Regions from separate parts of the Ovis aries genome. Here region 2 is linked to region 1. The links are chromatin contacts, called in public Hi-C maps. All regions are on one chromosome and are shown on one strand. The core of a region is the stretch at or near the end of the contact, and the rest is flanking DNA. Distances in the headings are between cores, read along the strand shown. Region 1 holds the start of CAMK2G (calcium/calmodulin dependent protein kinase II gamma). Region 2 overlaps VCL (vinculin).

Region 1 (3,454 bases), core at 591-3,090:
TGTGTGTACAATCTCACTGCCCTGCCCCACACTGGCACTTGGAACCAGGCTCTTACCCCTGTGCTTCAAGATAGGAAGTGGCCTTACTCCCCAGCACCTTACTTCCTGTTGCCCTGGGGAGGGGTGGGGCATGATATTCAGTCACCTCACCCCTTTCCTTCGGCCCTCTGCCTTCTCCCAGGCAATTTGTTAATTCTTTTCCTATCCTATTCCCTTAATCACCCCTACTGGGCAGGTCTGGTTCTCAAACCAGCTCCCAGGACTGTTGGGTAAGGAGAGGAGAGGAGCCCTCCCGGAGAGCTTTGCTCCACCCACCCCCTGGGGGAGGAGGCCTGGGAGGCTGGGACACCTCTCAGCCTCTCAGCTGCCTTCTTCAGGCAGGCGAGTCAGCCTGCTGACAATGGAAGCCCGACTCCCAGTGGGCATCCTGCTGTAATCAAGACTGAACAGCAGCAGTTGGCTGAGCTCCGCCCTGCCCAGTGGGGGCTGGCCTCTAGACTTGGGGGGTACAGCTGCCCAGGCAGGTCAGGAACCTGCCCAGCCTGTTTCTCTTCCTCCAAAACAGTTATGTGTCTTGTTCCTACCATCCTCTGACAGTGGAGACAGAGAAAGAGCTGGTAACTCCCTCTGCCAGCATCCCAAGGAATCCCTTCATCCCACAAATATTTACTAAGGGTCTGAGGCTGAGTAGAGAGGTGAACAAAGGCAGCCCTGCCCTATCACAATTTACTGGGAAGCCAAATATTAAATAGCGAGCACAGTTCTACTTAGGTACCAGGTACTATTCTGAATGCTTTATGTGCTTTAGTTCATTAATACTCAAAACTCTGTGAGGTAGTTAGTTACTATTCTTCCCCGTTTTCAGATAAGGTAACTGAAGCACAGATAGACTAATTGACTTGCCCAGTGTCACATAGCTGGTCAGTGAGTTGCCAGAAACCGAAGTCAAGCAGTCTAACCCGAGTTCACACTTAAGACAGTCATGCTCTTGTGTGCTGCCTCTCATACTGGTAAACACATCATTATACAATGTGATGAGCCATAAATAAAAACAAAGGGTGCCTGAAGGAAAATGGGGTTATTTTCTTCTTGCTTCCACTTGCTCTTCTAGCCCACACTGCACTAAGCCTTTTCTAAGTGGTTCCCACTTCATCCCTTTCTTTGCTGGCCAGAGAGAGAACATTCTCTCATCTCTAAGGCTGGAGTGCAGGAAGGAAGGCAGAGTTCCACCTGCATCCTTCGCCCTGGCCTGGTCTCCCTGAACAAACCGTGCCTGAAGGATTTTATCTAATAATGGCCCTGACGCTTACACAAGTCTAGACTGTCAGCTTCCCGAGGGAAGGCTGCTGAGAGCTGGCTCTGCACAGATTGGGGGCGTCTCCCAAGTGTTCAGTGTGACACGGGCGTTTTTGACCTTGGCCCTCTCTCGTCGTGTGAGCCGGACTCGGGGCTTAGGACACAAGTGTAGAGCTCCGCCAGAGAACTCGGTGGTCCAGACCCCTACCCGTTCCCAACACATGCATACTTGCACTCACATCCTGAGCACTTGTAGGGTCTGCCCTGGGACAAGCCCACAGGTCAGGAACCTTCTAGCCCCCTCCAGGTGGCCGGGTCTGAGACCCCCACCCGCACCCCCGCTTTCGCTCCCGGGTGCCTCCGCCCAGCCCCAGCGGCTCCCCGGGCGGGGCGGGGCCGGTGGCGGAAGGCCCCTCCCCCGGGGCGGTCCGGGGGCCGGGCGGGGGGCCGGCGGGGCTGGGGGCGGGGCGGGCGGGCGGCGCGGGGGTGTCCCTCCCTCCCTCGCTCTCCCCGGTAAAGTCTCGCGGTGCTGCCGGGCTCAGCCCCGTCTCCTCCTCTTGCTCCCTCGGCCGGGCGGCGGTGACTGTGCACCGACGTCGGCGCGGGCTGCACCGCCGCGTCCGCCCGCCCGCCAGCATGGCCACCACCGCCACCTGCACCCGCTTCACCGACGACTATCAGCTCTTCGAGGAGCTCGGCAAGTACGGCTCGTCCGCCGCCAGCCGGGGCCCCCCACACCCTGCCCCTGCCGCCCGGGCGCTATGCGGCTCCTCGCCCCGCCCCCCGGCCCTGCACCGGCCGCTGCAGCGCCCCCTCGGCCCACCCCACCCCCAGCCTTTCCCGCCAGCCGCCTCCCGGGGCCCCCCTCGCCCCCAGCGCCCTGCCCCGCAGCCCCCTCCGCGCCCTGCAGCAGCTGCCCGGGCTGCTGCACCCCGCGCTGCCGCGGGGACTGCAGCCCCCGGAGCGCTCCTGGGCGCCCTCCAGCCCCGCCCCTTCCGCACCCTTCTGGCGCCCCCCCTAATCCCAACGCCGCCTGTTTGCTGCCCCCTCCCCACTCTGTTCAAGAGCTCACTCAGCACCCGGTCCCACGTCCCACGCGCCTGAGACTCAGGACCCTCCCCGGCCCTGCAGCTCCAACCCTGCTGCGGTGCCCGGCTGTGGGGGATGCTTGGTACCCGGCCCCGCCCCCGGCTAGTGCCGCTTCCAGGATCCCAGCCCCGCTGCTGGGCAGTGCTGCAGCACCCCCGTCCCCTCCCCCCATCCCTGCAGTGGTCCCGGGAGCCGCGCGCCGCAGCCGCAGCATCCCCCTCCCCTCCGCACTGAGCCGGCCGCTGCACCAGCCCTGGCCCCCCACCCCCACCCGCGGCGCCGAGCCTGGCCACTGCAGCCCCCGCCCAGCCCGCCCCCCTGGATGTTTCCAGAGCTGGAGAGTGCGAGCTCCCATTGAGGGCTGGGGGGCGTGTAGAGGGAAGTGTCATGGGGAAGGGGAGTTGTTGATGTCTGAGACCCACAACTGGGTCCTCTCTTTCCCTGCTATCAGTTGAGCTAGGACGCAGTGGGATGAAGCCGGCTGGGGGGATTTGAGTCTCACTTTCCTCCCCGTGGTTGAGGGAGACATGTATTAGAAAGACATACCCTCTTTCTAATGTTCCCTTCCCCTACCCCAACTATTCCTGCTGAGAAAAGGGCAGGGTCTTCCTTTCTCCGGTCTTCTTGGCTGGGACTGCAGGGCCGTCTGTGAGATGCAGCAGGTGTGTGTTTTAAGCATCCCCCACCAGCTCTTGACGCACAGCCTGAGGTTAGGGCTGTTGCTTTACCCAGAACAGATGTGGGTGGGCGTGGGAGTAGCGTGGTCCTCCACCCACATCTGTTGAGCGGCCTGCAGAGGCCACATCCTTCTGCCCCAGGTTGGATGGTAATAGTCACCACACTGGTGTGTGTGTGATTTTGACTAAAGGTCTGGTGATGGGAGCATCACTGTCCTCAGACCTGAAGTGTGTTTGTGTCACTCTGCTCTGCTCCGTGTCCCAGTTCTTTCCCCCTTCTCCCTCCAGGGGTGCTTTCTCTGTGGTCCGCAGGTGTGTGAAGAAAACGTCCACGCAAGAGTATGCAGCAAAAATCATCAATACCAAGAAGTTATCTGCTCGGGGTGAGTATT
Region 2 (3,454 bases), core at 424-2,923, 220 kb before region 1:
TTGCCTGCAAGCTCCTTGAGGGCAAGACTTATCCACCTCTTATTCTCAGTGGCTGGCATGCGGAAGGCATTCAATATATCAGCAGCAGAATTCCATTTGTTTTCCCCCTAGAATCAGTCTAGTCTCTCTGTCCAGAAATGGAAGCATTAAAATTCTTTCATTTGATTCAGAAATAAACTTTTCCAACTCTGTCTTTCCCAAACTCACATGCATATTTCCCCTTTCTGCTATTTCTTCCCATTCTGAGGTGCCTCCTCCTCCTTACTCACCTGGATTTCTCTCTCCTGCTTTTCTCCCCAGCCCTGCCACTCCCCCTCTTCCCCCCTCACCACACACACACACATACACACACTTTTCCTGAGTACCTGTAAAAGGTTGGTTCTAATCCGCTTATCTGTGCACTGCTTGGCAACCTCCTTGGCCAACCGAGTCACCTCATCTGAGGCCTTGGCAATGTCCTTGGCACACTGAATCAGTGCCCGCTTGGTGCCGCTGCCCCCTCTGACCAGTCGAGACATCTCAGCCATCAAGAGAGCCATGCGCTTGGCTGCTGCAATGATGTCATTGCCCTGGAGAGAAGCAAGACAGAGTGAGCTCAGCCCATACTCTGGCCAAGTTAGGGAGCGAAGTAGAAGCAGAGAGAAGAGAGGAGGGAGCCTGCTGCTCTAGCAGCCCTCTGGGAGGTGAGAAGAGAATACATGGACAGCAGAGAAGAGAGGAGTGAGCCAGGGCACTCACCCTAGCATTCAGTGAGAGGAGAGAGAGAGAGAGAGATCACTGAACCGAAAAAAGGAGGACTTGGATATTAATCTGAAAGGGCAACATGTGAGCCCCAGGCATAGCACTAAACAAACACTTCAGCATCTCCAGGTTAATCATGTCAATAAAATGGGAGTGGGCCCAAGGAATTGGTTAAACAGGCATTTTCCTTTCTGTGGGGGGAAAGCAGTAAAGTTGGCCTGAAGGGAAAAATACAGATGAGCCTTTCCAGATGCTGAAATCATCCTCTTCATCCTTACCCTTGTTACAGATAGCAGCCAAGGATTGCCGCTGCTGAACTAGAATTTAAACCAAGTAACTATTATTAGCCTTGGTGAAAAAAATTTTTTTCTTACTGAGACAGCTCCTTCCCTCTCTCTACTGCCTCTTGTTTGTACTGTCAGCCTAAAGGAACATGTTATTTTCATTCTTCACGTTTAAAAAGACCCAAAATCAATTCTTCGGTCCCCTCAGCTAAGTGGCTTCAATTAAAGAAACTTTCAGCTAAGAGGATGCTAGGGGAGGCTTTGGGAAAATAAAAATCATGTGTCAAGCTGTAACTGGAACCCCTGCAACTAATCACAGCTTATCTTAGATTTGGCATTTTGGTTCATTATAACCTTCATGGGTCATAATGTACAAGTAATTTACTTTATGCCTTCAAAAGGCTCATCTTTTGGCTGATAGCAAGCAAAAATAATAAATGCAGTGTTCAAAACTACCTAAAAGGCCAGGCCCTATGCATTTTTCCCCTCATGCTTTCCAATTTCTAGACAATGCAGTGAGGCATACGCAAACCATGCCACAGCAGGGTGCTCTGTGAGAGGCATCCACAGGCACCATGAAGTGGCTGCTCATTTACACAGGAGGGTGTGTAACCTCCCAGGTAGTCATCGAGGCCAGAGAGAACACAGTTACGGGAAGAACTCATGAGAACAGGAGGACGTTAGACAAGGTTGGCTAGGCCCACCTCTTCCACTGCAGACCTGGGATCATTCCAGGATTTCATGACCTTGGTTAGAGGATAGTGTTGTGCCAGGGTTAGTTATTTATCACGCATCACTCCTCAAAACCTTTCTTCTTGCAACATGCCACCTTCAAAGGGGGAAAATGTAATGATCCCATCCTCTACTCCCTAAGGCCAGAGCTCTGTTGGTTCCTGTCCTGCCTTGAGCCCTCTCTCTTCCCCACTCCCACACCCTGGCCCACTGAAACCCCTGATCAAGCAGTCAGTGAAGCTCCCTTCCCTGTGGGTACCCAATAAGGCCAGCATCTGCCACACAGCCAAGTGCAGGACAGCAAGCAGTCCTCCCCAGAAACCCTGCCATGTAAAGCTGCTTCTCCCCCTGATCAACTCTGCCAGAGCCATCAGTGAGAGGTCAGCGGAGAGGAGCTGGGGGTGGGGGGCAGGCAAAGCCCAATGATCAGGCCAGATGACCTCTTAATGGTCTACAGTGGTTCCTGACCTGAAAGTCATTGAGAGACGCATCCACAGCTTCCCAATGGGTTTAAGGTTCCAATGTCGGCCACAAGGTCAGTAAGAAAAGGAATCCTTTCAAACAGTGACCCCATCTTTCTCTAACCCCCAAACATGAATGCAATCCAATTAATCTGGCATGAGCAGACCTATGAAACTTGTGAAGCCAGTCCTAACAACAAGGTGCAAACAGACAGATGCCCGCCCGGCCCAGACTCACAGGACCCGCACAGATCATGAGTGATGCAGTGTGTCAAGGCTGCACATGGCCGGATGCATAGGGAGCAGCCCCACTGGGGGGCGCTCATCAGTACCTTACTAGACCACTTGGTAGCTTCCCGATGCAATGACTGAGCCGCGGCCAGAATGGGCTGGTTGACCGGCTGATTGGATGGCATTAACAGCAGCTCAGGTTCGTAATCGTCTTCCATGTCAGGGGGGACAGGGAACCCAACAGCATCAGCCGCCTCTGCCTCAGCTACAACACTTATACCCACCTTAGCGGCTGGGTTACCCGGCTTGGTCGATGGCAGGAAGGATGAGAAACAGGGACAGTGTTAGTAAGAGCAGTAGGGCTTGGGAAACTGAGCTTCAGCTGGTTTAGTAACCCAAGCTGGCCTAGGATGGGAAAGAAAACGGATTCCCTCCAGGAGTCAGATGAGCCAAGCTCCGCAGAAAGGGAATTCTCAGCCTCCAGCACCAATCTGCTCATAGCAAGGGAAAGAGGCTTGCTTACTCCAGTAGCAAAGGTTTCCAGAGACATATTTATACAAAGAAAGAAAGTGGCGTTCCTTTTTAATACACTTACTACCAAAGAGTAATTCTCGGGTCAGAACATTTTTTAGAAGCCAAACAATCAACAGTAGCCTATTAACTTTAAAAGGAATTCAGAGGGGAAAAGTAAATGCGGCCACACAAGCTGCTTTGAAGAGAACAAAGTGAAAACCCTGCTGGCTCATATGGACACTGTCCTGCAGTTTCCTGGACACAGGAGGTATCTTGGGTCAGCTCTGCCAGAACAAATTTTTTTTTTCTTGCTGAGGTTAAGAGTCCTAGAATCTAAAATGATAAACTGGAAGCAACAGATATCAACTCAGGAAAGAAGAAAGGAAAACACAACTCTGAGTGAAGAGGGCTTATCAAATACCCACCAGTCACTCAGCTAGAGGGAGCCTCGGGAAGACACCTCACCCAACATCCTTAGGGGAAACATACTTC

Evidence for each region. A called contact is a pair of places that touch in the nucleus more often than the background predicts.
Region 2: a Hi-C map of mixed tissues shows a contact between it and region 1, with 3 times the contacts expected there. The contact joins the enhancer-like site here to the promoter of CAMK2G in region 1. A contact is called at or near these places in 8 of 16 Hi-C or Micro-C datasets (blood, hypothalamus, liver and 4 more).

Annotation. Positions count from the first base shown.
Region 1 is chr25:28,976,678-28,980,131 of ARS-UI_Ramb_v3.0, reverse strand. CAMK2G (calcium/calmodulin dependent protein kinase II gamma) reads left to right here and starts at 1,840. Exons shown (of 21, transcript XR_009598544.1): 1 at 1,840-1,997; 2 at 3,351-3,445.
Region 2 is chr25:29,199,035-29,202,488 of ARS-UI_Ramb_v3.0, reverse strand. It overlaps VCL (vinculin), which reads right to left. Exons shown (of 21, transcript XM_027962290.2): 19 at 366-569. Among named protein-coding and RNA genes, the nearest start is that of ADK, 28 kb to the left of the region's middle. Within about 2 kb of position 1,673, at least 8 of the 54 cell types and tissues checked have an H3K27ac peak or open chromatin away from gene starts, as enhancers often do.